Linked DNA regions of Mus musculus: regions 1, 2 and 4 are each linked to region 3. A link is a contact called in public Hi-C, HiChIP or PLAC-seq and promoter capture Hi-C data. All regions are on one chromosome and are shown on one strand. The core of a region is the stretch at or near the end of the contact, and the rest is flanking DNA. Distances in the headings are between cores, read along the strand shown.

What was found. Promoter capture Hi-C pulls out the DNA fragments that hold promoters and counts their contacts. A called contact is a pair of places that touch in the nucleus more often than the background predicts. HiChIP or PLAC-seq counts read pairs in DNA pulled down with a chosen protein or histone mark.
Region 1: a contact with region 3 is called in an H3K4me3 HiChIP or PLAC-seq map of craniofacial prominence, with 5 times the contacts expected there. The contact joins the enhancer-like site here to the promoter of Tram1 in region 3. A contact is called at or near these places in 5 of 39 promoter capture datasets (the 3T3-L1 cell line, cranial neural crest, embryonic stem cells and 2 more), 3 of 484 Hi-C or Micro-C datasets (Th1 cells, embryonic stem cells and muscle stem cells), 2 of 115 datasets of contacts at active chromatin or transcription factors (craniofacial prominence and fibro-adipogenic progenitors) and 1 of 9 other capture datasets (adipose tissue).
Region 2: a contact with region 3 is called in a promoter capture Hi-C map of pre-B cells, with 2.1 times the contacts expected there. The contact joins the promoter of Eya1 here to the promoter of Tram1 in region 3.
Region 4: a contact with region 3 is called in a Hi-C map of embryonic stem cells, with 2.4 times the contacts expected there. The contact joins the enhancer-like site here to the promoter of Tram1 in region 3. A contact is called at or near these places in 9 of 39 promoter capture datasets (the 3T3-L1 cell line, cranial neural crest, embryonic stem cells and 4 more), 2 of 484 Hi-C or Micro-C datasets (cardiomyocytes and embryonic stem cells), 9 of 115 datasets of contacts at active chromatin or transcription factors (cardiomyocytes, craniofacial prominence, embryonic basal ganglia and 6 more) and 2 of 9 other capture datasets (adipose tissue and liver).

Annotation. Positions count from the first base shown.
Region 1 is chr1:12,873,916-12,877,080 of GRCm38.p6, forward strand. It overlaps Slco5a1 (solute carrier organic anion transporter family, member 5A1), which reads right to left. Exons shown (of 9, transcript NM_172841.2): 8 at 2,395-2,459. Among named protein-coding and RNA genes, the nearest start is that of Slco5a1, 120 kb to the right of the region's middle. Within about 2 kb of position 1,751, at least 45 of the 459 cell types and tissues checked have an H3K27ac peak or open chromatin away from gene starts, as enhancers often do. A contact at or near this core is called in craniofacial prominence, where this site is marked.
Region 2 is chr1:14,308,677-14,312,222 of GRCm38.p6, forward strand. It overlaps Eya1 (EYA transcriptional coactivator and phosphatase 1), which reads right to left and starts at 1,523. Exons shown (of 18, transcript NM_001310459.1): 1 at 970-1,523.
Region 3 is chr1:13,588,287-13,591,609 of GRCm38.p6, forward strand. It overlaps Tram1 (translocating chain-associating membrane protein 1), which reads right to left and starts at 1,624. Exons shown (of 11, transcript NM_028173.5): 1 at 1,314-1,624. The coding sequence starts at 1,436.
Region 4 is chr1:13,050,431-13,053,802 of GRCm38.p6, forward strand. No RefSeq gene overlaps it. Among named protein-coding and RNA genes, the nearest start is that of Gm39592, 53 kb to the right of the region's middle. Within about 2 kb of position 1,836, at least 13 of the 459 cell types and tissues checked have an H3K27ac peak or open chromatin away from gene starts, as enhancers often do. A contact at or near this core is called in embryonic stem cells, where this site is marked.

The DNA of each region.
Region 1 (3,165 bases), core at 501-3,000, 710 kb before region 3:
ACTTCAGATTTAACATCACAAAGGTACTTAGTGTGTGGAGATAATCAAGGCCTATAATTTATCTTTGAAGCTTCTGAAAATCCTAGAAGTTGAAGGTCTCTTGTCTGGGCTGTGTGTAACAGACATCTCTTCCAATTCCACAGGAAAGCATGTTTACTACATCATACACTCTTCGCCAAAAATTTGCCCCACCTCTAACTCATTCCCTTGCCTATGAGCCATTCCTTTTGATCCCTGGATCTGTTGGACACCACTCTGCTGCCATTGAGTCTTGCACGTACCTCTACTTTACCTACTAGCAATGAGCACTTAAAGCCTCCGCTATTTGTCACCCAACACACTCCTCGATCCAGAGCCTATTCCTTTTTATGCTTTGCAGCCTAAGAACTTTTACAACAGTCCACGAATGCTCCGTGCACAGAAGTAAGAGCTGGCTACGTTAAAGCAACACAGAAGGAGGGAAGGAAAATGAGGGACGAAATAAAACAGGGCATCTAACAGCTCACAAACAGGCCTGTGAACAGACTCTGTTAGGAATTTATTGAAGATAAGGCCTAGGGGCTGGAGAGATAGCTCAGTGGCTTATCGAGTTGGCTGATTAGCTTCCCAGAGCCCACATAGGCAGCTCACAGCCACCCTCACTCAGGCTCCAAAGGTTTCCCTAAGGCACCTCCACTCCCACACCCACACCTACACACAGACACACATACATACGCATAGTTAAAAATAATGAAAGTAAATCTTCAAAATGAAGCCGAGTAGTAAGATTAAATAGTAAGTTTCATAAAGAACTGAGAAGTCTTTTTCTTTTTAATTTGGGGAAAATCAAATTTGGATGGTTAGCTTAACTGTACTTCTGCAGCACCATGTAAATGACAAACATGGGCTGAGTAACGTTCACCAGGTGTTGTTCTCTCCTGGCTTAGTGGCGATTCTACAGGTGGTTCATCTTTTCCCCAAATTCATATCAAATAGCCCAACTCCCTTCAGAGAGTAGAGAGAAAATAAGTATTTTTTTCTCTTTTTCAACTCAATCATCACTTTGACAAATTCCTTTCTTTGAAAATATCTTTTTAACCAGGTAATATGGTATACACCTGTAATCACAACATTTGTGAGGAGGCAAGCTATCACTGGAAGTATGTACTTAAATTCCCTAACCCTAACCCTAACCCTATTCAGCAAGGACAATACACATTGCAAGACCCAGTCAAATACACATAAGAAAATGCAAAACCCCTAAACAACAACAAAAGTAGCACCTTTCAGTGTATGGCAAAAAGCACAAAGCATAATTATGAACTGTATGCAATTGTATCTGAAATCCTCTTTAGCCAGCACACTTTGAACAAAAGAATCTTCAAAAACCTTCCAAGTCTTTTTGATACCAAACAAGCCACACCAGGGGGTTTTGTTTGTTTGGTTGGTTGGTTTTGTTTTGTTTTGGTTTGTTTGTTTGTTTGTTTGTTTTTCCTGCTGGAGGGCATTGAAAGTAGTCAGCTTTAACCTCGCTGTCATCAACCCACACTAGCTGCAAACAGAATCCCAGGAGTGTGAGTGCTTCAGAAAAGAGACCATTTACCTTTCAAAACTAAACTGTGAATGAAAAACATGGACAATGGTTTTGATTAGTCAAGGTAAACAGCAGTAGAGGAAAAAGAGAAACTGCTGCTTAAGAGAAAATGAGCTTGAGGAAGTCAAAACAGTTCAGGTGGCGAATGGGCGGGGTGAGCAGGGGCGGGGCGAGTGGGTGGGGCGAGCAGGCGAGGGTGGGGCGCGCGCGCGCGGCGGCGGGCGGGCGGGCGGCCTCTGTGAACTTTGGTGACCTCTCCTTTTTTGCTTTTTAAGATCTTTGCCTCCGAAAACTCTACACGTGTACACCTCAATCAAGCCAATTAAATTACCCGAACACAGTAAGAACCTGAAAGTACGCTAAGTAAAATGCACCCGGTTTCTCTCACATTCCTGTCAAGAGGCATCAAGAGACCTAAACGCCAAGATAACAAACTCATTACAACGCTCGTGATATCGATTTCTTACAAGTTAAAAATCTGGGGGAATTGTGTACACCTTTGTAGTCAGAGTCAAAAGGAAACTAACCATCTTTTGTTTTGTCCAAGGAACTTGTCAACTTTTAGATGAATTAAAAAAAAAGAGAGAGAGAAGTGTTCTCTGATCTTGTCAGATTCTGTTACAACCATTAATTACCAAGTGACTCCACTTCTGTGTTCCGCTTCTGTTTTTAAAGGACCATAGCATTTGCCTGCTGTATAGAGGAATTAAGGGCACACTTGGAAATTCAGGGACATACCAAGTGTTCGCAACAAAACAAACTGCATTCCCAACCTGCTGTAAAGAGGAATTAAGGGCACACTTGGAAATTCAGGGACATACCAAGTGTTCGCAACAAAACAAACTGCATTCCCAACGCGAAGGGCCTTTCCTCATCTTCCACAGACCTACAGGGAAGGAGGAGAAAATGGTTTAGAACAATGGTTCCAAGAAAATGCCTGTCAAACCAAGCCTGCCTTAGGCAGAACCATAAGCTAAGAAAGGCACCTTCCCAGAACATTTAATCCACTAGAATCTACTAACAGTCACCAACCAAGATTCCCTTAGTAAATTCCAGGCTGTAGATGTCTCCATCAGAGACTGGTTAACTATCTCTGTGTTAATAGTGGGGGAGGGGTAAGGCTCTTGGCTGAAGGGAGAGCCCCTCTAAATGAGCCCCCCAAATCCCTTCTACTAAGAAAAAAATGTAAAAATTTACTCAAACCATTGCAGTCTCTTTTTCTCTGTCAGAATGTTCCAGAATTGAAGGTACATCTAACAAAAACCATCCTCATAATTCCTGCAAGATTGGAGAAAAGTAGCTGCTGGCTAGTTTTATGTCCACTTGACACAAGCTAGGAATATCTGAAAGGAGGGCATCTCAATAAAGAAAGTGCTTCTTTAAAATGTGGCTGTAGAGTGTTTTCTTCGTTGGTGATTGATGAGGGTTGGTGGTGCCATCTTGGGTTCTATAAGAAAGCAGGCTGAGCAAGTGTCAGAAGAAAAGAAGTGAGCAGCGCCCCTCAAGGTCTCTGCTTCAGCTCCTGCCTCCAGGTTTCTACCCGGTTTGAATTCCTGTCCTGACTTCCTCCAGTGATGGACTATAATGTAGAA
Region 2 (3,546 bases), core at 273-2,772, 720 kb after region 3:
ACCTTCTCTGAAAGACATTAGAAAGACAACTTCAAACCTATACAGCTACACACCATGATTCCCAGCTAACAAGTTTCTATACCCCTGGCCATCTTAAGAAATGAAACTTAAAAACACTTGTCTAAACTCAATGACAGTTCATAATGTATTGAATTATTGCAAACGTTATGCTTAAATGTCTTCAAAATTCCTCCCAAGAGTGTAAGCCTATGAGTTGTTAGCAATTCAAATACTGATTTTGAAGGGCCGTGCTTTACACGAATATTCAAAAGTTTCAAAATCTGGAGTTTAGCTTCCAAGTGCATTCAAATCACAAAAAGGGCCAGAGAGGGACAAATACTTTAAGGGACCAAAGGCTTATTGTATCGAATACTGAAGATGAGCCTGCTTAGTAAAGTCTTTGATAAATTTGCTTTGGAACAAAAAGGTGTCCTTCTTGAAAACATAGTTATCAGCTCGTTGTTCATCTGCTGAGTTTTCCGTTGTAAACCTTTCCTCATTTATCAACCTAGCCGTAGAAAAAGTGATCTGTGTAATAAATACCACTAAGTATACCTTTCGTACCTATACATCTATGTATGGATATAACCCTGTTCAATACCACTCAATATTCTGGGGCTAGTGCAGCAATTAAGAAAAGATATGAAATAATTCCCCCGTCTGAGAATATTACCTAGTGTTCTACTTATCTATAAAAATCAGAACAAAAGTAGTTAATTTGCAATGATCCTTTAATGATCCTAATGGCTCCGATCATTTGGAGGGTAAAGATTACAATTTTACGACGGAACCCAGCGGCTTCTAAAGTCCCAGAAACAGTGTTATTGTTTTCCCCAAGCCACAGTGCTTTTTTTCTTTGAAAACAAACCAAAACCCTAATAAAGGCTCTCCAGTTATCTCGGGCTTTGCCCACCAGACAGTAAGTAGTACTTGGTCATTACAGTTTTTCAAACACCAGCTTGTACTTACAGCGCTCACATCTGCTGCCTCCACCGGTTTAGTGTGCTCCTTGGAGTTTTCTGTGTTAGCAGACCTCCATTCCTGACATAGTTTGGCTGCTGTGCAGGAACACGGGGACCCGGGAGCTCTCAGAGGCGCTGTGACGCGGCTGGCAGCGGAGCGCAGAGGCCGGGGATTGCCCGGCTCCCGGGGACTGCGCCCGGGCGCTGCTGCAGGCTCGGGCTGTGGAGCGACTGAGCGCGATCGCCTTCCCCAGGAAGGACCCCGCCACCGCGCACCGCCACAGGAAGGCTTCCAGTCGGAAGTGGCCCTGCACACTCGCTACCTCGCCGCAAGCTCGGAGCCATCAGCTCGCCGCGGTCTGTTTGGGAACGGCTTTGCGCCCCAGCGAACGGCAGCGGCAGATAGCATCTGAGACGCCTAGACAAAGAAACAGCAAAATCTCATCCCCCGATTTGTTTGCGCAGCCTTGTAGGTCTGCCCACGAAGCCTCGGGGCTTTTTGTTTTGTTTTGTTTTTGCAACGCAAACCACAGCTAGTCTCTTGTCCTAACCTTATTGGTTTAAATGCAACAATTGAGAGGAGCAGAGCTTGGTCTGACTCAACCTCGCTGCTTTAAAAAAAAATTTATTATGTAAATGACGCGCCCCATGATATCTGAATAAACAGCTGTGGGGGAAGAACTTGTGGGAACCTCTGTCAACACACACACATCCTCCCGCGCCAGTAGCTCCCAATTAAGATCTTTGGGGAGTAGTTGCATGTTATCTTTTACACTTTTTCAATACTTTTTTTAAAATTTTTTTTGAGGACCTGAAACTTAGGAGAACGGATACTTTTAACACTTTTTCCTAAAGTACCTACCTACTTACAGGTCTGGAGAAGATTTAAAAAAAAAAAGCTGTTTCTATGAAGTAGAGGGAGAATGGGCAAACGTGTTAGCTATTAGCAGCTTAACAATGAAAGCCTGGCGGAGGATTCTGCAAGGGTTGCTAGGAGGCCAAAGGCTTCAGTTCTTTGGCTAGGACCCAGATAATATTTCACCATTAACATTTTTAAATGGGTCTTGAGAAGAGATTCGTTTAGTCTGGAACTTGCTTTGCAACTTATCCTTTTAAAAACTCACAACCTTAATTCAGAATCTATGAGTTAGGCGTTCGTTCGGTGACACCTAGGAGCTGAGCTTCAGTTAACAAACTATGTTTTATCCAAGTCAAGGGTTTAGCCATTATGATAATTTGTAATCTTGAAAGAAGGCGTCTCCTTATATGGGTTAATATTTTGTCGGTCCTATATCACAGTTTAAATGCAAATGCAAACTAACACTCACTCTGAAATTAAGTCTGGATATGCATTTTAAGAAGGTATTTTTATCATCACCAATATTTCTATTCTATGTGCTCTTTTTATTAAAAAAAAAGTCTCCTTATTTTAATTTCTCACCTTGGTATGAACATGTTTTTACATCACAGTAACTTCACATCAACTAATAGAGGAGATAGATGGGTCCTACCTTAACTCTGCCAATTAGGAAACGAAAGCACCTTCAGATGATGCAAACAAAACCCAACTAAATGGTTCTAAGGACCAAAATTCCAAACAGGAGTTCTCCCTTCCCCTCCTAGAAAGGATGCCAGTCTAAATTCCTTGCAAAGGAGCACTTTGTCAAACCTAAGAGGCAGCTGGGACTTCAAACTCACCTAGGATTTCATCTTGTTCAGCACCAGCAAGGAACCATGAGCTAGGTATCTACCATATTTGGGAAGCCAGGTCAAAAAAACAGTTGATTGCTATTGGATCATATATGCAGCTGACATAGTTACGTTACCTCCTACAGCACTCTCTCAGACCAGAAGGATCAGTTATTCAACATACCAAAGTGCATGTGCAGAAAAAACAAAGTCTATTATGGAGTTTTCTGTTGCAGTCAGGTAAAATCTAATGCTACATTAGTTCTATTTACAATACCAAGCACCCAGACAGTAACTTCTTTTGCACTTAGATTTGTTACTAAATTACCCAAGACATAACATTTGACCTCTGGCTTAAACTTTACCTTCAGCTATTGCATTCATGCTTCCTATAGGTTAAAATTATTTTGGACATGTATTGCTCAAATGTCATTCATGCAGTTCATAAAAGATTATAATATTGGAGAACCCAGAATGTGCACACTCTGTGAAGTCAAAGCGGCAGAAATACCATGTCAGTTTTACATACAAGTTACTTGTCTATGTTACAGTCAAATTTATCGTATTACATGTACTTTTGTAATGAAATTCAATAATTTTTATTTAAATAACCAAGCAAAATGCCTTCAAAGAAATGACTCGTGTAATTATGAATAAAATTAGGAAAGATATGATGAATTTAATGTAACCACTAATGGGTATAATATAGCTCATACCTCATAATTATGAAACACACAGCTTAGTCACTGGTTAGAAGAAATAACCATGTGCATATTTACCACTCTTAAATAGTTTCCTTTTTCTTAAGCAAAGCTAAATGTATTAAAAAGAATCACATGTTTACTTATAAATTTTGTCTGGTTACTAACCCCAAATATGTAGTAATTATTCCATA
Region 3 (3,323 bases), core at 374-2,873:
AGGTCAGCCATAAAACTCCTAGATTCACGCTACAACCAATAATCAAAGCAAGCATTTACTACAGGGCCACAATCAAACCCTAGATATGTAAATACCACCCACTCATATAATACTGTCAAACTTCTCTAAGCCGAATTACCTGATTCCTCAAACGGCAGCTGTGAGGCCTGTACAAGCGATGTAAGGGAGGATGAACAGCGTATCTGAGTTGGGTTATCTAGTAAGCGTTCTGACTAGTTCTATTTGCCCTTCACCCTGCAACCCTCCTTAGTTAAGTGGCTACAACCATCTGTGACACTATCAAGAACAAGAAGTACTTACATGTAGATTCAGAAAAGACTTTTGGAAGAGAAAAAACATCATATAACATAGAAAATTATCTAATGACACCAAATTGGCTCCATGGAAAACAAAAAACAAAATCGTAATCACTTTTCATCACTGGCTGTCTCATTTCATTAGTTCCTTGCTTTCAACTCAAACCTTTAAAGCTCGATTCTTCACAGCGGAAAAAGACTAGTAAAAATGGATGACAAAATATTTATCCTCACTAGGTTACATGCCAGGGAGAGAGGAGACAAAATGGTAATCATCAATATATCAATATATTTAATGAGACTCAGTGGCTTACAGATAAAAAAAAAAAAAATGGAAGGGGGAGGGGAGTGGGCGGAAGTACTGAGGAAGGTGGAAAAAAAAAAAAAACCCGTAGGATGTTACAGGTTCACCTTGCAAACTTTATTACCCACATTCAACAGCTGTTAAATAAGTCATCAAAATACTCAGATCTGTGGGAAGAGAATTTACACACTCCTGACAGTCTCATCGCCTCTGCTTCAAGAAAGGAAATCGCTCAACTCCTCAACACAGCTGTTGCGAGCCTCGCATCGGGATCAGACCCGATGCTCCGGGAACCCAGAGTCCAGAGCCCAGGCGGAAAGTTGGACGAGCGGCCGTCGGCGGGCAGGGGGCCACCGGGTTCGAACACCCGGTCCTCGCCCTCCGCGCAGGCAGCGGCCGAGGCCGTGGGTCGGGGTCGAGCAGGGGTCCCTGTTAGTCATCCGGCCCCGCTGCCCCGGCCCCGGGTCCGCCCATCGCGCAGGGCCAGCACGGCCGCGCCCGCCACCCCCGCCGGCCCCTCGCCGGCTGCCACGTAACCCTTCGCGGGAAGCAGGAACTGCGCGGCGCGGGAGGGGGCGGCGGGCCGGACCGGGCCAGGGCTGCAGGGCCGCGGGGGGCTGCGCAGCTCCGGCCGGGTACGCTAGGGTCGGCGGGCCTGGCCAGGGGTCCGGGGTCCGGGAAGGAGGGCTCACCTCGAACATAAGCCCCAGCAGGAAAAGCATCGCCAGGCAGGAGACGATGTCCGCGTGATTCTGCAGCAAGAATTCGTGGCTCAGCAGCGGCGGGTTCTTGTTGCTCTTCTTGCGAATCGCCATGGTGGAGCCGCCGCCTGTGCCTGCAGGTGCTTCCTCCGCCCCGCTCCGAGCTCTCGGCTGCTCACCGCCGCGCCGCCGCCTCCCGCTGGCTGCTCCGCACAGCCCCGCCGCAGCCGCTCGCTGGGGCTTCACTTCCCATCCCACAGCCAGTACGCAGCCGCCGGGGCGGCCCGAGAAAAAAAAAAAAAAAAAAAAAAAAAAAAAAAAAAAAAAAAAGGCCAGCCTGCAGCGGTGGCGAGCATGCGCACCAGGAAGAAACCGCGCGCTCGCGCCGTGGCCGCACCTGGTGGCCCACAGCGCCCCCTGTGGGCTGGAGGTCGCGGAACGCGAGTGGCGCGCGGAGGTTTCGCGCTGGGAGTTGGGAGTCGTTTGGGGCGCGAGCTTCCTGGGAATGGTTCATACCTTCGCGTGCTGCTGCAGCATGCACGGCTGCTGGGTGCCTTCGCGCCCTCCCGACCCACCCTGGCCTTGGTGCTACCACGTTCCACACTTGTTGGCCACTTGTGTAAGCGATAGCCACCGTCTAGAAAATTTGGAAAAACGAAGTAGCCTGCTTGTTCAAGGGCTTTTCGCGAGTTTGAGCCTTCCAACGTTGCTGTGGATGAGCTAGTGGTTGACTCCTGTAGTCCCATTGTTTGGGACGCTGAGGCAGGAGAAGTGCTCTGAGTTTAATACCATCCAGGGCTACATAGAAGCATCTTGTTTCTAAGTCAAAAATCAAAAACCAAAACCAAACCAAACCAAAAATCCCCTAAGTGTTAAACGCTTGCTTACCTCAGAGTTAAGCTCTTTTCTGTCCTGTCCAACTCCCCGGTCCCCACTGGAAGTTTAGATTTACTTGTTACATGGTATTAACACTACTTAGGAATCCCAAGAAATCGTGAAAAGGGATCCCTTGCCAAATCCTCCACTCTCCTACTTCTGTTTAACCCGGGGTATTTATTTTTTTCTGAAAAAGTGCACTACTTGCCCAGTCCAGAAGCTAAAATCCTAGGTTGCATCTTTTTATTAGCCTTTTGACATCTAATATAGCACCAAATCCAGGCAATTCAGTCTCTTTCCCTATTCCCACCGCTATAGTATAGCCAGGAGGGGGCCTGGCCTGGAATATTACATTTCCAGTGTAATCATGGTAGTTTAAAAAGGTGGTTACTGCCGGCAGTGGTCACACGGGCCTTTAATCCCAGTACTTGGGAGGCATAGGCAGGCGGATTTCTGAGTTCGAGGCCCGCCTGGTTTATAGAGTGAGTTCCAGGATAACCAGGACTACACAAAGAAACCCTGTTTTGAAAAATCAAAAAAAAAAAAGTGGTTATTGCGTCAATTTATTATTATGCTCAACTTATTGCCTGTGTTTCTACAGACAAGTTACTTCTATGAGGCTCAATTCCCTTACTTATGTATCCATTGGCTCAACAAGTAAGGATAGAGAGTTGACCTAGTAGAAACTTCACTGGGGATTCAGAACATAAGGGAAATGTCAAATTAACTGATCATTATGGGCTTACATTCTCATGCTGGAGAGAGAATCTTTTTAAAATATTTTAAAAGTGCAATGTGTTAAGTGGAGCTGAAGCACCAGGAGGAGAAGCTTAGGACAGCTGACGAGGAAGCAAAGCCAGTAGGTTTCATTTGTTGGGAGGGTGATGGCGTCCACCTCAATTATCCAAGGGGCTTCTTCAAGGCTCAAGAGAGCGGGGCACTAGACTTAGCTATTATTTTCCTTTCTGGTTAACATTGTGTTTTACTTAGTTCCAGGTCAGTTCCCACTTGCTCCCCATCTAGAATGTTCTTTGTGAAAGCACTGTTCTTTCCTGTTTTCTCCTTTTCTTTCATGGAAAACTATCCTTTCATGATCTGGTCCTGCTTGCCCAAAACAGGCTTGGT
Region 4 (3,372 bases), core at 586-3,085, 540 kb before region 3:
AGACTGAAGTGGCAATCCCCACGAAAACAAAAAAAACAAAACAAAACGGTCAAGGGTGCTTCGTACTGAAGTGGAAGGTGAGTGAGGCTGTGTGGGCAGATCGCAACCGTCATTTAGAACAAACCTGAAGCAGAGCGGTGTAAATGACTGTATTCCCAGCACTCAAGAGAATAGCTGGAGCTTTGGCCAGCCTACAGAGGAGACCCTGTGCTGTTCTCAGTATTCAGTTATGCTACCCTCTAATGAAGTACATTGTACTTCCTGGTAATTTCATTTTTATGAAAGGCAATACTGGATTCCTGCCTTTCTTCCTTTCTGCCTGTAGTCCGTTTTTAGGTTGATCAACAGGTTGACATTACACTTGTGACAATTCTCTTGCCTCACGGAACGATAACGTTTCAAAGGGGAAGACTAATTAGGATTGGTACCGTTAGTTTTTTGTCAACACAGCCAGAGTCATCTGGGAAGAGGGAACCTGAGCTGGGGGTTTACCTCCATCAGATCGTTTGTGAGTATGTCTGTAGGAAATGTTCTTAATCATTAATATCGGAGAGCCAGACCATCCCCGGTGGTGCCACTGCTGGGCCGGTAGTCCTGGGTGATACAAGGAGGCAGGTTTACTGGCTAGTAAGCAGCACTCCTTTGCAGGCTCTGCTCCACTCTCTCCTTCCTCCCTTCTGCCTTGAGTTCCTGTCTTGACTTCCCTCGGTGATGAGCTGTACCCTGAAAACCAGATAACTTGTCCTTAATTTACTTTTGGTCATGGTAGACTTTTTATTATTGTTGTTTTGTTGTTGTTGTTGTTGTTGTTGTTTTTATGTGTATGGGTGTTTTGCTTACAAGTATGTCTGGGCACCATATTCATGCACAGTGATGCCCAATGATTCCAGAAAAGGGCCGAGGATTCCCTGGGACTGGAGTTACAGAAAGTTAGGAGCTGCCATGTGTGTGCAGCGAATCAAACTCTGGCCTTCTGGAAGAGCAGCCAGTGCTCTTAACTGCTGATCCATCTTTCTAGCCCACTTCGTCACGTTGTTTATCACAGCAGTCGAAAGCAGACTAGGACATGATGGAAAGGAGTCAAAAGCTTGGTCAAGGGATCTTTAGAGATGGGAAGGGGAACTTTTTAAACGTTGGTCCTGCCATGCTCTCCCAGAGGCATGGTGCCTTCTCTGTCTTTCCTAGTGCTTTCCTTTGCAAAGCAAGCAAATATCATCTACTTTGGTGTTTTAAGAAATAGTACGGGGGGGCTGGTGAGATGGCTCAGTGGGTTAGAGCACCCGACTGCTCTTCCGAAGGTCCAGAGTTCAAATCCCAGCAACCACATGGTGGCTCACAACCATCCGTAACGAGATCTGACTCCCTCTTCTGGTGTGTCTGAAGACAGCTACAATGTACTTACATATAATAAATAAATAAATCTTTAAAAAAAAAAAAAAAAAAAAAAAAAGAAATAGTACGGGGCTGGTGAGATGGCTTAGTGGGTAAAAGCACCCGACTGCTCTTCCGAAGGTTCAAAGTTCAAATCCCAGCAACCACATGGTGGCTCACAATCACCCGTAATGAGATCTGACTCCCTCTTCTGAAGTGTCTAAAGACAGCTACAGTGTACATTATATGTAATAAATAAATGTTTTTTTTTTAAAAAGAAAGAAATAGTACATTTCTCAATGGCCTCGAGAATTAACCTGCAGGAAAAGGAAAATGCTGTGTTTCTTCTCCAAAAATCCTATAGGTGGCGCACAGACACCGGTTTCAAGTGATGGGTCCCAGCTTTGACCTTTCTGCCCAAGTCCGGTTTGTCGGGAACTCTTCTTCCTTCTGCCTCTACCCCCTGCCAGAATTACAGGGCTGCTCTTGGCTCTGAGTTGTTCGGTGTAAGTGAGAAAGCAAGCAGCACCTGCAGTCCTGAGGTGTCACCTAGCAGCTCCCTTCTAACAAGGCTGCGCTCCTCTTGGGAGGACATAGCCAAGAGTCACTGAAGGGCAAGCTCCCTCAAAGCTCCTCTCTAAGGTTAAATAGCAGCATGACCTCGACCCACCTCCTAACCTTAAGGTTCATATTCTCTCTGCAAAACATCAAGGGGGTCTGGAGGAACACTGAAGTCCCTCCTGCCGCATGGATTTTTTTGTTTTGGTTTTGGTTTCGAGACAGGGTTTCTCTGTATAGCCCTGGCTGTCCTGGAACTCACTTTGTAGACCAGGCTGGCCTCGAACTCAGAAATCCACCTGCCTCTGCTGGGATTAAAGGCGTGTGCCACCAACGCCCAGCTTTTTGTTTGTTTGTTTGTTTTTGTTTTTGTTTTTGTCCGCATGGATTTTTTTTTTTTTGTCCCCTACATAAAAGCAAAAATTCTAAATGGTCCCTAAGAAAAAAACTGAATGGATTTTGTGATACTGGGATCAAAATGTGTTATGACTGTCCCAGCTCAAAGACTAGTGTTGCCATGGAAATCTATCTTTCTTTCTTTCTTTCTTTCTTTCTTTCTTTCTTTCTTTCTCTCTCTCTCTCTCTCTCTCTCTCTCTCTCTCTCTCTCTCTCTCTCTCTCTCTTTCTCTCTTTCTCTCTTTCTCTCTTTCTCTCTTTCTTTCTCTCTTTCTTTCTTTCTTTCTTTCTTTCTTCTGAGACAGTCAGCAGCTCATTAACTCACAAGGCAACCCAGAAGACTTCTACAACGCTCCTAAGACGGACCGCCAACAATGCTGGTCCTAATGCTCCACTTGGGGGTGAGCCTTACTCCTCTTCCAATGGCTGACCAACTTGTCGATTATCAGGAACCAAAGCCCTGTGTGGCCCCTGCTTTACAGCCTCCTAAACACGTGCAGCAGACCCATGGCTTTTCTAGTGGCCAGAACAAAACACCTGGCACACCACTTAAGGAAGCAAGGATTGAGTTGGGCTCACTGGTTTCTTGTTGGTTGGTTTTGAGACAGGGTCTCAAACCTGACTGGCTGGAAGTCCCTATGTAGACCAGGCTGGCCTCAAACTCACCAATTTTTACCTGCCTCTACCTTGCAAGTGTTGAGATTACAGTTTGATGGTGTAAAGGAATGGTAGCCAGAACCTCCAGGATCATCCACCAAAGAGATGGGCTGGTGAGAACTGGTTTCCAGTTCCCCTTCTCCTTTTCACTAAGTCTGGGACTCCGTCTCAGGAAACAGGATGCCTACATTCAAGGTGGGTCTGCATGTCTCAGATAGACCTTTCTAGAAGTATCCCCATAGTCACACTCAATGATATGTTCCATGGTGACTCTGCTTTTGAGTTTTGAAACAGCATCTCACTCCTTATAGCCCAAGTTGGTCTGGAAATCATTATGTAGCCCAGTCTAGCCTGGAACTCCTGGAAATCCTTTTGCCTCGTGAGGCTGAG